Linked DNA regions of Oryctolagus cuniculus: region 2 is linked to region 1. Evidence: chromatin contacts called from public Micro-C data. All regions are on one chromosome and are shown on one strand. The core of a region is the stretch at or near the end of the contact, and the rest is flanking DNA. Distances in the headings are between cores, read along the strand shown.

What was found. A called contact is a pair of places that touch in the nucleus more often than the background predicts.
Region 2: a contact with region 1 is called in a Micro-C map of ear pinna, with 4 times the contacts expected there. The contact joins two enhancer-like sites. A contact is called at or near these places in 5 of 6 Hi-C or Micro-C datasets (ear pinna, embryonic fibroblasts, psoas muscle and 2 more).

Annotation. Positions count from the first base shown.
Region 1 is chr16:18,077,962-18,085,671 of mOryCun1.1, forward strand. SNX10 (sorting nexin 10) reads left to right here. Exons shown (of 7, transcript XM_051852860.2): 7 at 1-208. Among named protein-coding and RNA genes, the nearest start is that of SNX10, 69 kb to the left of the region's middle. Within about 2 kb of position 3,455, at least 4 of the 8 cell types and tissues checked have an H3K27ac peak or open chromatin away from gene starts, as enhancers often do. A contact at or near this core is called in ear pinna, where this site is marked.
Region 2 is chr16:18,356,290-18,363,999 of mOryCun1.1, forward strand. No RefSeq gene overlaps it. Among named protein-coding and RNA genes, the nearest start is that of SKAP2, 190 kb to the right of the region's middle. Within about 2 kb of position 3,277, at least 1 of the 8 cell types and tissues checked has an H3K27ac peak or open chromatin away from gene starts, as enhancers often do. A contact at or near this core is called in ear pinna, where this site is marked.

The sequences.
Region 1 (7,710 bases), core at 2,205-4,704:
TTCACGAGTATTTAACCCTTCCAGTACCCTGTTTCCCTCTTAGATGGAAAATGTATCATATGAATAGAGACATATTACAATAATGTTTACATGGTAGAACAACAACCAGAAACAGTGCTAGTAATTGTTCTTCCCTGTGCAGGCTACACTTTCAGAAGTCCATTCTCATTGTCCCCAATCAGCTTAAATAAATGGCGTCTGAAACAAATCACTTGTTTTTATGGTCATTGTGTAATTAGGATTACAGGTTAATGACTAATTTTCTGACTAAATGTGCAATTTCTTATCACTAGATAACTTTTAGTATCAGTAGTGGTTACTTACTACTTAAAATCGGAAGGATCTTATAAAATTAATAAATTTCACCAATAAGTAATCTAAAAGAATACCAACGTGTTAATTTCAAAAGTATTCATTTTTAAAAACCCCCTTCTTTTTAAGCATGTACCTGAAGACTGATATAATTTTAACAAAAATGTCCTTTTTTCCTTTTTTTTTTTTTAGTAGTCCAAAGCTAAGGTGTCTTAGATAAACTACCTTGAACTTCAAATTTTAGATGAGGCAGCATCTTCTGGGATAATTCCTGAAGTTCCTTCCTTGTTCCATGGTATAAAATCCTCTGGGAAGCTCGCAAGAAGGAATTTTCACAAAACTGGGGTGACAGGCTTTAATCAAGTGTTCTCCAGCCTAATTGGAGGGTAGCAGAGGCTGCTACAGAAAACAGCTGTTTTATTTAACCTGGAGTTTAAAAGCCATTGCATTATTAAAGTCTTCGAAATGCATTTTTTGAAAAACCAATAGAAATACAACAGAAAAAATGTAAGTTTAGAATGACATCTTTAATTTTTCTTTTTTTTTTTTTTGTTTGATGGAAGGCATTAAACTTTTTGCTACTGTTTTGGTTCAATGTGCTATTTTACGATCCAAGGCTCATTATTTTAACACAGAAAAAAAGATTTTGCAGTTTCTTGTCTTGCTCGTGCGTAGCAGGAGGTGATGGTGGTGGGGGGCTCTGAGAGCAGTCCCGGCCCTCCACAGTGCGTGTTTGCATTCCTACCGTCTCTGCTTCACAGCAGTTTTGAAAATCGTGCACTGGGCCGCCCTTTCAGTATCATCAGATACTGTAATGTGGCCATCGAAATTAATACTAAGTGATGCCTAGTAATTGATGGGTATGCAAACGTCACAAGATTACTGTTTACACACAAAACAACAGCAACAACAAATCACAAACAAACCGATGTGGCTGGATGACTTATTTTATGCAAGAAAATGCATTTCTTGTAACTTAGACCTAAGTTGGCAGTGTGTTTCTGGGTTACCGGTCACCTTCCGTGAAGAACTTTGGTTCAACTCGGGTGCTGTTCGCCACACGGCACCCACATGAGGCCTTCAGCCTCAGTCCAGCTGTCTTGATGCCTAAGCCTTGGCCGCTTTTAAAGCCAGTTTCCTGCGGCTGGGATATTTAGAACTTCAGCTCCCAGTGGTTTTCTGGCTTTGTCTCTTATTTTTTTCTGGCTTTTTTTTTTTTTTTTTTTTTTTTTACATAAAGCTTTCTTTAGGAAAAGAAAACAATGTAATGACACGAAAACAACAGATGTTTATTTAAACATACAGGTGTTTAGACATAAACATAAACAATAGATGTTTACTTTTAAGGTGACACAAATTTGAAAAATGGTAATCCCCGGTGCTTTCTTACAGCAAACCCAAATCTCTCAGGCTCATCCCGAGAGAGCAGAGGTCAAAGCCAGCCTGTGTGCTTTGTTTACAACCAGATTTCTCTAGGACTCAAAGTTGTCAACAGTGAAAGTCAGCAACCTGTTACTTGAGGCTCCTTTTAAAGTCTCCTTTGCAACAAAGGGATTTATTCTAGATAAAATTTCAGGTTTTAAACTTTACTAGGGCAGATTAAGTGGTGATCGTCTCTGAAGACACGGAGTATCATGCCAGAGCCTAGTTCACATTTTATTGAACAATCCCAGAAAAGTGATACGCAGTGACGTAAAATAAAATTTCTTTTGTGTAACTCGTAAGAATTTGAACAAAGCCATTTAGCATAACCAACCGCAGGTACTGTTATGGCCAACAATACATTGGATATGGCTTTGAGCTCCTCTTACGGGTTTCCGGTGCCTTAGGAATGTATCTGTACGGAGTGAGACTGCAATGGAGGCCCCCATTGCCAAAGTTTAAGACAAAAGTACCAACAGCGTGTTCTGTCCTAAACAGTCTGGCTCGGACCAGTTCCCCCGCCAGCGGGTGCCCCGGGAGCGCAGTGCAGCATCTCTGCACGACACGAAGCAACCAACTCCAATCCCAGTCTGTGCTTTTTGTCTGGAGTGGGTCAGAAAACACGTTCACATACAGAATGCTGCCTGGACCAAGCTGCACGACCCGGCATTCAGAGCATGGACACCACTTGTCTTTGCAGATCAAAATCATTAGAAATGCACACGTTTCTACGTGGCGTTCGGAATTTTAGGAGGCTGTGGACAAGCACCAGTGTCTTCAGCATTTGCTACACTTGCAAAGCACTGGGCTCCCCCTGCCACACGCACGGTGCAAACGCGTCACCGCTGTCCCTTTAAGTCAGCCAGGACCCAGTCAGTCCCTCGTGCTGGACACTTCCGGATCGCTGTTCGCAGCAGCGCAGGGGACACTAATTTACTCTAGCTGCGCCAACTCTGGGACTTAATGATCCTCTCTCTGCAAAATTCCAAAGGCTTCTAACAAGAGCAAATATGAACCACGAGACAGCCTTCTGCGGAATGTAAACGCTGGTCACAGACTGCGCGGCTGCGGCTCCGGCCCTGGCTAGCGCGCAGAGAGAGCCCCCTTCGCCGCCGCGCGGGAGCGCCGACGCCAGCGGACCCCGGCCCCGCACGTCCGGCCGCCGAGGGGCTCCGCGCGCGGCTCTGTTTCGGCTCATCGCTTACCTCGGCCTTCTGTAGAGCCTCGCCCCCCACCCCGCCGGCGGCGGCGGCCCCCTCGGCCGCCTGTTGGCTGCGGCGCCTCCGCGGCTCGCGCGCTCTCCCCCGCGCCGCGTCCCGCACACGCGCACGCCCGCCCCTCCCGCCCGCGGCGGCGGCGGCGGCGGCGACTGGGTGGCAGGTAGCGAGCCGGCGGCCTCGGTCCGGTAACCCATGGCAACCGCCTGGTAACCCATAGCAACAGCGCTTCGGAAAGGGAAAGGGAAAAAAAAAAAAAAGAACCCGGGGGAGGGGGCGGCGGGCGCCGAGCAGGAGCGACCCGCACAAAAAGACGGCGACTCGCGGCGCCCCGCAGCGCCCGGCCGGCGGCACGGCGACAACTCCGGCTGCTCGGGAAAAAGAATAATAAAATAATGATCACGCACAGGGGCCTCGGGTGGTGGGGCTTGGTGTGCGCGCCCGGCTTGGGAGCGCGCGCGTGGAGCAGGGGGCCTCGCTGCGCCAGGACTGCGTGGCGGTCGCCCGACTCGGTCCCGCGGTGGCGCTGTCCCCAGGCCGAGCCCGGACCCCGCGCTTTGTTCTGCAGATGCCCGCGCGGCGCTGCGGCCGGACGGAGGCCGGGTGGGGCCGAGGCCTGCACGGTCCCCGCGGACGCCTGGGGCCGCTGCCCGGCGGCCGGTGTTCCTCTGCCCACGCCCCGCGCGCTGTTGGCTCACCCCATTCCCTCCCGGCCCCGCGGGGGTCTTATCCCTTGCCTAGCAGGGGCGCCTGGAGGGGGAGGCGACGTCCGCGCCGGATGCGCCCTGGGTCGGGGTGTGCGCGCGGGCGTGGGGAGGCGCATCCCGTGAGGCTGGGGGTCCAGATCCTTGTGTGCGCGAGTGCCCCACCCTGTCAGTCTGCGGGCGCAGAAGCCGAGCTGTGGCCGCTGGCTGACGGAGGGGGGCGCCGCCGGGCCGGCGCGGTCCTGCGTGATGTTGCGGCATCAGGTCCCGGGGCGCGAGAACCGGCTGCCTGCGCCCGGGGGCGCGGTCTGCCCGCTCGTGGGGTCGCCGAGCCCGCAGCCCTCAGTAAGGAGATGCAGGAAGCACGGCTGGCGCTGGCTGCTTTAGGTACCGGAGAAGCCGCGGCGTGGAAGCCCGCAGAGAAAAGGCTGCGGTCGGAAACCACAGACGACAGTGCGAGGCACGCTCAGCCAGCCGGGATCCCAATGCATCTCCACGCTTCGAGAGGAAGAGGCTTGGGTCGGAAGATTTGGGGACCCAGTTCGGCCCCAGTCGGGTGCACCAGTCACAAATGCAAATAGCAAAGCCGTCAGGAAGGGCCCCGACCGCACGGGGATGCGGCCCGCGCCGGGGATAACGCTCACTCCCACGAAGGCGCTTAGGCCGGCCGTGTTTTATATCTAGGACTTTGGCGGGCCGACCAGGGCCCCTGGCTGTGTAGGGAAGCCTATTTTAAGCCCTTTAAAAAGAAAAGCACCCCCCTGGGTGTGTATCCCTGCTGCCACGGATCTCAGGAGGGAACATGGTTGTTCACAAGTGGACAGCTGTTGGGTTCCGCTCCCTGCAGGGCCCAGGCACTGCGGGGCCGTGGGACGTGATCAGAGATGGAGCTCAGGTACCCCCCGCCCTGGCATCCAGGCGGCCCGACCCCAGCCCTCAGCATAGCCCTGTGCCGGGAGCCTGTGCTTTAATTTAATTTTTTTTAACAAAAGCAATTACAGAAAAGTGCCAATTTAACGTGTGACATTTCACATTGTGCTGCGGCAGGCGGACTCCCCGTAAATGGGGCTTTTCTGCGGGACAACAGGAGCCAAAAGGCCTTGTGTCGTGGAGTAATGTAAGACACGATCTGGGCTGCACGCGCACAATGGATCGGGAAGGATTTATGTAATTAATTGACCAGTCTTAACCTGTTATCGTGATGTAAGGAATTTGGAACTCATTAATTTGGGCCCTGACAGATTTCATATTAGAGCTGGCAAATATGGATTGAGCCTCTTATTCTTGTAGCAGCTGGAATTTCCATGACAGTGAGGATTAGTGAAGAAGACCTATTGCCGAAGTCAAGCTGCCTTTTTGTAATCAGTAGCCCTGCTCTGCATTAAAGGGATAATGAAAAAAAAAGGGGAGAAGGCGTATTACCTGGTTGAGCGCGCCGGAGGGCTGTGCTCACCCTGCCACTGCTACCCGGGTTGAGCTCCAGCGTTTGCAGCTGAATAAAAACATTCATTTCAATCATAAAGTTTGGTGATTCCTGAGCAGCTGGAGAGAGGAGCAGGAGGAAGGGCCCCAGGGTCAGGTTTGGCATTGTTGTCCAAGTTAAAAAGAGGACTCAGAGACGGAGCCTTGGAGTTGCTGCTCTGTGCACCCAGAAGCTGGCGGAGGAGGCAAACAGAGGGGTCAGTGGGATCTGACATCGCTAAGGGAACACAGAGACCTGGAGGACAGCTTGGCTTGCTCAGGAGCTGCTTCCTGTCTGGTCACAGCTGCTTAGTGGATGCGGGTAAAACCCAGGACTCACACCGTGAGCGTTTAGTCCACAGTCTGTGTCCTCTTCCCGTTGTGTGATGGTTAATGCACTGCGAATACCTGGTTTCTTCTTTGAACTCTTAAAGAAAGCCCAGTAAAAATCTAACTTCCACTCCCCTTCTTGACGATCAGAAAACTGCTCATTTGAGAAAAAGATGAAATTTCAGAGATGAAATGATGTTTTTTTTTGTTTGTTTGTTTTTTGTTTTGTCTCTTTCCACAATGATAAGGTTAATACAGCAACTGCCCTCAGGCTCTAAGGAGGAAGATAAGCAGAGTTGCTTGTTTAAAACACTGGCTGGTACTGCTGCCTCCCCTACTGATGAACAGCCTTGGGCAGTGAATGCTGGGGAGCACAGGTACTGAGCACACAGAAGGTGCAGCTGTCCGTGCCTAATACGTCATTAATTCACAAATACTCTGCAAAGTGGGGAACTCACTGCTCTTGAGATTTCTTTCTAAAATTTTATTTGAAAGGCAGCGTGTCATGGAGGTGGGGGGTCTTCCATCCATTGATTTACTCCCTGATTTACCCACAACTGCCAAGTTTGGGCCAGGCTGAACCCAGGAGCCGGGAACTCCTCCCAGGTCTCCCACCAGCTGAGAACCCAAATACTTGGGGGCTATCACCTGCTCCTTCCCAGGTGCACTAACTGGAAGCTGGGTGGGCCGCGGAGGCAGGACTCAATCCCAGGCACTCATGGAAGACACATGTCCCAAGGATAGGGGGAGCTTAACCCACCGTGCCACATCACCTGCTCCTTGAATTCTGTTTTTAATTTCTCTATCTCCTTCAAAATTTTCCAGTCAAATATAACTCGCATTTGAATATAACAAATGCTGCTATAAATCTTTGCAAACACACACAAAAAAATTCTATCACCTCTCCCCTTGCCCCTCTTTTTGCTGTGTTGATTCCAAAGAATTTTTTTAATTAATGATGAGATTTATCATTGAAGCACTAGGTACCAAGATTTGTTTGTGATTATCTTGCTAATGAGTGATTTATTTAGCTTTGGTTCCCTTTACATGAATGCATAAAGATAAACACTAGAAATTTGCACCAATATATTGCTATCCTTCACAGAGGAAAAAGAGGGCTTGTGGTTGTACTGGCATTATCACTTCAGTGGGATGGCAATGAAGATAAACAGTTGATAGCAGCAAGACTTGGAGAACCATTATAAACCTTGACAAGGACGATTAACAGTGTATATAAGCACACTTCAAGTTTGTATACACGATCTCAGCTCTCACCTAGGGTTTTCTTTGTGTTTTTTAAAAAGGGTGATTTGTAAGCTGACAGCTACAAGGTTATCACTCCTGGGATGCTGTGCTGTTTCAGTGTCAGAGGTAGGGAACGGCCGGAGGTACTGAAGGGTGCTTTGCCACAAAGTGTTGGTCTGCAAGGAAGTCTGGCCGCTCCCACTCTGGCTCTGCTGCAGGTGTGTAACCAAGGCAGCTCCCAGCCTCTGCAGGCCTCAGGTTCCTCATCAGTAGAGAAGAGGTCTGGGTGCAGAATGCCCTAGAGCTGCTTCCTAGACACTCACCTGGAGGGATGTTAGCGTTACTTTAAAAAGGAGAGGGGCTGGAAGTGGTCTTGGTCAATCGTGTTTCAGACATATGCGCATACTTCGAAAAGTTCATGAGCCGTAGAAGGAGAATTTTATTTTGGTGTAAGAAACTGCAATCCATAGAGAGTTGCGTAGTATGCATGTATGTATTTCTCATGAACCTTTTGAAAGTCTATCTTGAGTAATGGGAACTGTTTTGAAATACAATAGACGTTTGTAAGGGGCTAGGGTTGCCTGGATAACAGAAGAACTCCAAATTGTGGGGGTCCCTATGAGTGCGGAGTCAGTGGGAGTTCAGGTAATCCCCCAAGGGAGATGGGCAAGCCCAGCTCCAGGAGTTCATTCAGGGCCCCAGGCTGGGGGAGTAGCTCCACCGCCTGTGAGCTGCACTGGCCCAGGCAGCTCCCTTTGCAGCCAGTAAGGAGAGAAAAGAACACCAGTGTGACAAGCATCTTTTAATTGCTTTCTCAGTAAGACTTTTCAAACACGCACAAATGTAGGGCTAACGTGGTGTCATCCATCGCCATACGGCTGTCACTTGGCTTTTCTTTTATTTTTTATCTTTTTTAAGTTTTTTTAAAGATTTTTTTAAATTTATTTGACAGGTAAAGTTACAGACAATGAGAGAGACAGAGAGAAAGGTCTTCCTTCCGTTGGCTCACCCCACAAATG
Region 2 (7,710 bases), core at 2,027-4,526, 280 kb after region 1:
AGCAATTTGTCCGATTTTTTTTAATAAACAAATACCTCACTGTCATTTCATTGTTTACTTAAAACCGACATGTTTACTGAGGACTGGGATGTCGCCGGTTACCCTGCTGGCTTCCACTCCGTGTTCTTTGTTTGGCTTTCACGGAGGGGCACTGTCCCCCACAGCGGCTTCACCGTGTTCGAGACCCCCGAAGCAAACAGGTAAAGCCAGAGCAGAGACAGAGCCACCATGCTAAACGGCCATCAGGAGACAAAGCTAGTGGGAAAGCGGTTTGCTATTTTCCTCCAGCTCAGATGCTGTTCAAAGCCATGAATCTCCCCCCAGCAACTCCCCCCCCCATGCAGGAACAGATGAGCAGCACCACGCGCCGAAGCCACAGGGATGCGCGTGGATTTCTGAGTGCTTCACAGAATACAAATGAGTCATCCTCATTCTTCTTCTAGCACAGCACACAGGCCAGACCTCATTAGAATTCAATATCACTCTGCTTTTCTAATGTTAATACACCAGTTATATAAGAAATACATAGGGGGGATTATGTTCAGCATGATATCATAATTCTGAAAACTGGACGTAATCTTTGTTAGAGGAAATTACTGCATTTTGCCATTTTATCTTTTGCTTCTAATGCAACTTAAACTCCCATTCTAATCGTGGATTATAAGGGGCTTTAATTCTTTGTGCCTCTCTTAAAGCTGCAGTGACTACAAGCCTGGCTCTGTGGCTTTCCATACGAACGCTGTGTGTAAAGATGGGTTTGTGGAGGCTGTGCGTCCATCTCGCTGTGAAAGGAAACACAGCCCGTTGTGTTAATAAGCAACTGTAGGAGTTTGCTTCACCCAGGAGTAACTCCGGGCATTAAGGCAGGAGGTCTTTTGTCTGGAGTGCAGCAAGAAGTGTAATGGAAACAAAAACACCAACACATAAAAATACAATTTATGCCCTTTTATCAAGCGAAGAAAAAGTTGGTTAACGTTTGAAAAGGGAGCAGTAATGTAAATTTATTGACAATTTTATTGTAATAATTAGATGTTTACACAGTCTGGACATTGTGGCTAAATCACTTCTAGCATGTTTATTTGCAGGGAGCTGTTCCTGGGCTCTGCGGCAGGTTCATTAAGAAGACAGACTGTATTAGAATTTCAAAGAAACAGCCAGTTCCCATTCTCTCCTACTCTGTTTTACATTAAAACAAAACAAAACAAAAGCAAAAACAAAACTACCTAGAACGAAGTAAATACAGAATTCCCTTCATAAGGAAAACAACTTCTCTCTGCCACCCTGAAAAAAGCTCAGAGATGAATCTTGTTCTGGGTCTCTCCGTACTGAGCGCGAGGAAGTCCGCCTTTCACCGAGGTAGCCCGCTTTTAATCGCCAGTGTGTACACGAAGATCTGTTTTTGACTAAGAATAAATAATAGTGGAGCACTGGGGGCAGCTCTTGCTTTGCTCTTTTCTTCAAAAAAAACGAAACAAACATCCCCTCCCCCGGCCCCGCATTTATTGTAGATGGAAAGCTTCTCTTCCCAGCACGTCTTGAGACAGAAAACCCTCGTTTAGAAAGAAGTATTTCTCTTACGCAGCCTAAAACCAGATTAATAGACTCAAATCGCACACTTGAATAATTTGACTAAATTTAAAATCCCGACATGGCTCTCTCCCATTAATTTTTGGGGGCTTCGGTACTAATCTTTAATGTGTTGCTCTGATAGGATTTTCGTGTTTTCAAACTCAGCTAAAATGGAAATGACAGGTTTTCAGTTATGCAAAAAATAGCATGAAGTGCCAGGAAAAATGCATTGTGAACAAAATGATCTTTAGGAAAGATGTGAAATGAGAATGATTTTACAGCATGAGATGAATCCAATAACAGAAGCATATTCAGGCAATTATATCAATTTTTAAAATTTAAAAACTGTTTAAAAATTAAAGCACTGAATGCTAAGCTATAATATGTTCCCAGCCTTCGAATACTTCCATTAGAATTAAGTACTAATCAATACAGAGTATTTATTGCTGTAAGCCACAGCAGCAGGGGAAGCAGGGGATGCTACACTTAGAACTTGAAATTGTCTACGATGATCACTGGAGAGGAGGAGAAGTTTCAGAAACAGGGGAATCTTTAATTTATTCAGAGTTGCCGCAATCCAGTGCATGCCTACTGCCTGTCTTTACCAAAAGAGTGTGCAACAATAGTAATGGAAATAAATTACGAAAGATACTGCTTCCCACTTCAAGTTAGTAAGGTTAAGAGGGTTAACAGTAGTTCTTATTTTACAAAGCAAATAATAGCAGATATTCAAATCTATTTTTTTAAGTTGACAAAACTGATTAATGGTTGAAAACAATCAAAGACTCACATTGCAGGGCACTATTTTAAAGAGGAGTGCTAACAAAATGAACTCCAAGCTAAACCGACCTCATCAGCTCTGCTACTGGAACTATGTACTGCCTAACACTAATGATTATAACTGCTGGGCGAAGAATATGGAACCTCCAGGAACTCTGCATGGTAACAAATATACTTAATAATCTTAAATAAACTCAAACTTACTTTGATATCTACACTTCCAAGTAATTCAAGCCATGAGAAAATGAATTTTTAAAAAATCAGATCATGAAAGCCATTATTATTTGAAGGAATACGCTCAATTTTTTAGATAATTTAAATTATTGAACAGTCCTTTGCATTTTTTAGTAGCTTTGACTAAAGTTAGAACATTAGAGCATTAAGGTTACACATAATGGGGTGATGGTGTGCCCTTGTTGCAAGTCGGATTTCTCCACACAAACAACACACCAGATTAGTGCTCTATCACAGGGCTCCCCCCGATCAAATAAAATCATCTTACTCCTGCATGGGTATTAGAAGAAAATGCTTAGCTGGAAAATTTGCCGTTGCACACAGCCATCCACCGAGTCCCATCCCAGACACAAGTCATAAAGGGACTAGAAACTAGGCAAAAGGAACCCACACAAAAATTCTCCTTCAGGAATCCTTTGAAAACTAAATGGAAAACTCTCGGCTAAGTCCAACCAACTACAAACTACACATACCTGAAGACTCTTATTAGCACACTGGCGGTTTCAAATATCGTGAGCGAAAGTTGGCCCAGAAACTACAGACAGAGGAACATCTCGCCATTGAGCTCTCCATGAACAGAAACTGGCCACAGCTTGGAAGGCGATGGCTTGATCAAACACGCACTTAAGATCACAGGAGGACTGAATCCCAAACTCCTCCAGGATGACTCCATGAGCTCTCATCATGAAGCAACAACAAACCCACCAGCTCCTTGACGAGATCCCAAGCACTGTCAGCAGCCAGTGTGGAGTGCGCAAACGTTTTTTTCCCTTGCTTTGGTTGTGAAGGAGAAATTTTTATTTTGGTCAATGTTTCATTTTCAATTTTCACATCTTCAAGTGCAAGGAATCCGTGTTTGACACTGCTGTTGATTTTTCAGGTCACTCCCAAATGTAATCTCACTTAAGGCCCCCGTGGCAAGGGAGCAGGCACTGCTGGTGCTGGTGCAGGTAGGGACCTGTTCTAGGGTACAAGGTGTTGGAGAATGAAACTCGCGTTTGGGTTAATTCCAATTCCTGTGTTTTTCCTACTGCTCACTCCTGCTGCCCCCAACTGAAGGAAAGGAGTCTTTTATTCCTAGAGATAGGGGCACAGAGCTTCTAGAATTCTGCTTACCGTAACTGGCAGCAACTCTGTAAAAAGAAGGTCGCACCTTTTAACCACGCACACAGCTCTTTGCTTCCCAACACACTTCATTCAATAGCTACAAGCATTTCAGAAATTTTTACAAAAATTTTATACAATCAATCTTCTCATCTGAACCAATACTGAAACTCTTAAACTTCCCCCCTCATACGTACATATATACACGTATGTGTGTGTGTGTGTTCACATATACACACACACACGAGAACATTCCCAGTTTGTTCTCAAGTAGTACCCTAGATGCAGATATAACAAAATCAGAGAATCTTTTCTTTTGCATCTTAGGTCACTGCTGGTGGCTTCACCTGCTAAGAACTGCTCCAAGACCAGGCTACCTGAGGCTGTTCTTACTCTTCTTGTGTTTATGTACTGTTTTATGCAGACCACACATCTACTTGGGAAAGACTCTGTCGAATTCTATACACGAAACGCCCCTCGCACACTGTTGGCACTTAAATGTAATTATTCAAAATGGAATCATTTAATTAGATAGGAAGAGAAACAGCAAGCCCTGAGATGATAATAATGAACAAAGCAAATACGCTGACCAACTGGAGCCCCGCCACAGCTAACAGCAGGTGCAGAGAGAGCCGTGTTCCCGGTGTTCCACTCAGGATAAACACGCAATGACACACCTTGCTCTGCTGGGTGCACAGACAGGAGAGGGCGCAACTGACAGTGGAACTCTAGCGCAGAAAGGATTACAGAGGCTCCTGGCCCTCTGACGTGGCTCCTTGGGAAAGCCGGAGGAGGAAGGGGAAGCCGAGGCAAGCAGGTGGAAAGGACGCCGTGCAGCCCACAGCACCTGCCCTGGGAGTGAGTGAGGATGAGTCCAGGTACCCACGTGGACAGGGCTGGTTACTTTACACCAACAAGATCCACACAGCAAGGTCAAGTCCCAATGCTCTGTGTTTCAAAAAACCACCTGGAATGAAATACCCCTTGGAATCTGAACCTCAGAGCACCCTTTTCAGCACTCTGGGGGTGCATCTCAGACCACGAGAGGGCGCAATCTGACTCCCCTAGGCCTTTCCCAGTTAAATTCCCCAGGCCTAGAATGAATCTGTTCTCTTCATTTCCTAATCTTTTGGCTCCACTGCTGTACAAGGCACCACCTGGGTACTCGGACTAAGACCTCATACTCAGTTAATGTTCAGTACCCAAGAAGCTTAGGTGCAGAAGTACTGGGTATTCCACCAGAAAGTCTTCCTAAACATTCCTATCTCAACAAGTGAAAGTCGTATGTCACACTTCCATCACTCAGCTACAAAATTACACACATACATAGTCTATAATGAAGTTTGTTCACTGGGTTTGCTAATCACCCTTTAAACTGGTTCTTTAAACCTATCAGTTAAAACATACCCCCACCCCCAACCAACAGCTGCTGGACACGGAAGCTATCAGCTTCAGAGGGGCCAGCAAGGCTCGCCCGGCCGGCCAGTGTCCCCAGGCGGGAGCGGGCCACTGGAAAGGAGTCCCTTTGGCCTTGTCCTCCCTCTCCTCTCTGCTGCCTGCGTTGACTTCCTGTTTTCAGCCGGCCAGAAGTTCACGGACACAGCATGACGTTTACCCTCCAGTGTGGCTCAGCCGGCTTCCGTCTTGATATGGTCGCCCACGGGGGCAGAACGCAGCTGTCCGGCTGGGAGCCGCGGGACCCCTCCACCCGTGCTCACCCTCTTTTACAGAAACGGCGTCATCAGCAGCGGCGACAGAGTGCCTACTGCATGCGAAAGCGGAACTAAGCCTTCTTGCTAGTCCTGCACAGCAAGATGGAGCCGAAACTGAGAGGAGGCAGCGGCTAGGTAACTTAGAACCCCAGGACCTGAAGTTACTTAACCCAGTTTTCCGAATCAGGAAAATGGGAGTAAATCACAGAACTTACCTCATGGAGTTGTGAGACCGCGCCACTGAGGCGTGCACAGCATGCCACGGAGCACCCACTCAGGAAATGTTAGCCGCCGCAGGTGCAGTCTCCACCAGGTTGCTGGCGTCACGTCTGACCCGACAGCAGACCGATGGGCAGGAGGCGCTCTGAATGCACCCCATGGGGGCGGCGAGCCGAGGGGGTGCCTCGGAGCCGGCTTGTTTGTCGGAATTTTGTAAAGCGGTTACTGGTAATTGGCATATGCGGGCGTCATCCGTTTTCTCCGTGGAGAGCACCCGTGTGACACCTCGCCCAAGTCAGAGGGAACCTGCCGTTCGCGTCGCAAAATGGCGCCTGCTTGTAGTCTGGCAGGGGTGAGTTTCCCATGACAGCGCCAAGGCCAGTCAGGGAGCGGAAAACACGCAAGTACGGCACTATTGCCTGGCTGAGAAATGGAAAATAACACAAGACCGAGCAGGCGGACCCCAGGCACACACACTGCCGAGTTCCAACCCCAGAAAGGCCCTTGGAGAGGGGCTTTGGGCAAGTTTCCAGCCCCACACCTCTGCACACGGCCCCAAGCTTCTTCCCTGGCTCCGCCCTGCGCCTCTGCACACGGCCACAGCCCTCTCGCCTGGCTCCGCCCCATACCTCTGCACACGGCCACAGGCCTCTTGCCTCGCTCAGTTTCCAGTCCCATTGCTGACACCACAGACGGTGGCTTGGCAAAGACTTCCATCTGCCTTTAAGGCAACGCGCAAAGCACTCAGGGTAACCTCATCAGTAGCACTTAAAAAAAAAAAAAAACGAAATTGAGTGGAATTATGGTTGGGTTTGGCAACAAATGTGAAACTCCCCATTTCCAGAAATTCCTTTGGGGTCCCCACAAGGTGACATCTGGAAAGCCGCAAAGATGGCCTGACCTAAGCAGGGTGCCGGGCAGCTGTGACCTGAGGCGTCCTGGACTCTGCCCTATGCCCCGGTGTGAAGGCCCCACGCTGCCCACGAGAAGAGAAAGGCAGGACGCGGCCAAGTAACTTTGTCACCATTCCTAATCTGCCCCAGCGCCGTCCCCACGATGAACTCCCATCCACCGGAGGACGGTGATCACAAGGACTTGATCTTAAAGACCCCGTGCACAGGGACAGTTCGCTGTTCTTGCTTTGTTTATTAGATCGTCGTCAGTCACAGAACAGGTGGGCCGACTCAACAAAGGCACTTTCCACTAGCAGGTATGGAAGGGAAGCCGGCTGTTGCTGCAATCCCAGGTCCGGAGGTCTCAGCAGTTAGCAAATGCTGACGGGAGGCACGCCACGCACTCCCTACCACGCTGGCAATAAATCAAACGCTTGCGTCTAAGTACCGAGAGAGCAGATTCTACTAATAAAAACAGGGAGAGGCCCCTCACAAGCGGCACTAATGAAATGTCATCCCCTGTGACTGTGATCATATAATTTTATAAGTATTTATCTCATCATAACAAAATGTTATACTACTGAGAGTCCCAACAGATACTCCGGATGAACTCAACGACAAGGCAGGAGCTGGATGATAAACTGGCCAAAGCTGGGGAGGATCAGAAATCCCTGGCTCCCAATCTAGATAAACTGCCATGCATTTGGGTGTCCATTAAATCTATAAAAAGATCCGTGTAATGATACCCTACTTATTTGTTTCTCTGTGTGTTTGAATACTTGAGATTTTACTCATAGATGAGGCCATGTTAAACAAATGCGTTTTGAACATTGTGTATTTATTTACTGGAAAGGCAGAGAGACAGGGAGAAAAGGAGGGAGTGAGGGAGAGGGAGGGGGAGGGGAGGAAGGTGTGAGAGGTGCAGAGAAAGACCGGTCTCCCATCTCCTGGTTCAGTCCTCAAAGGCCCACAACAGCCAGGCAGGGCCAGCCTGGAGCCGGGAACTCAATCCAGGCCTCACACTTGGATGGCAGGGTCCTGGCTTTTCGTCATCATCTCCAGGCTGCAGATCAGCACGAATCTGGAATCAGAAGTGGATCTGGGGCTTGAGCCCAGGCACTACAGTGGGATATAGGATACAGGATGTAAGTGGACCAAGCAGTATCTTAATTGTTATGCTTCATGCCTGCCCCTAACAC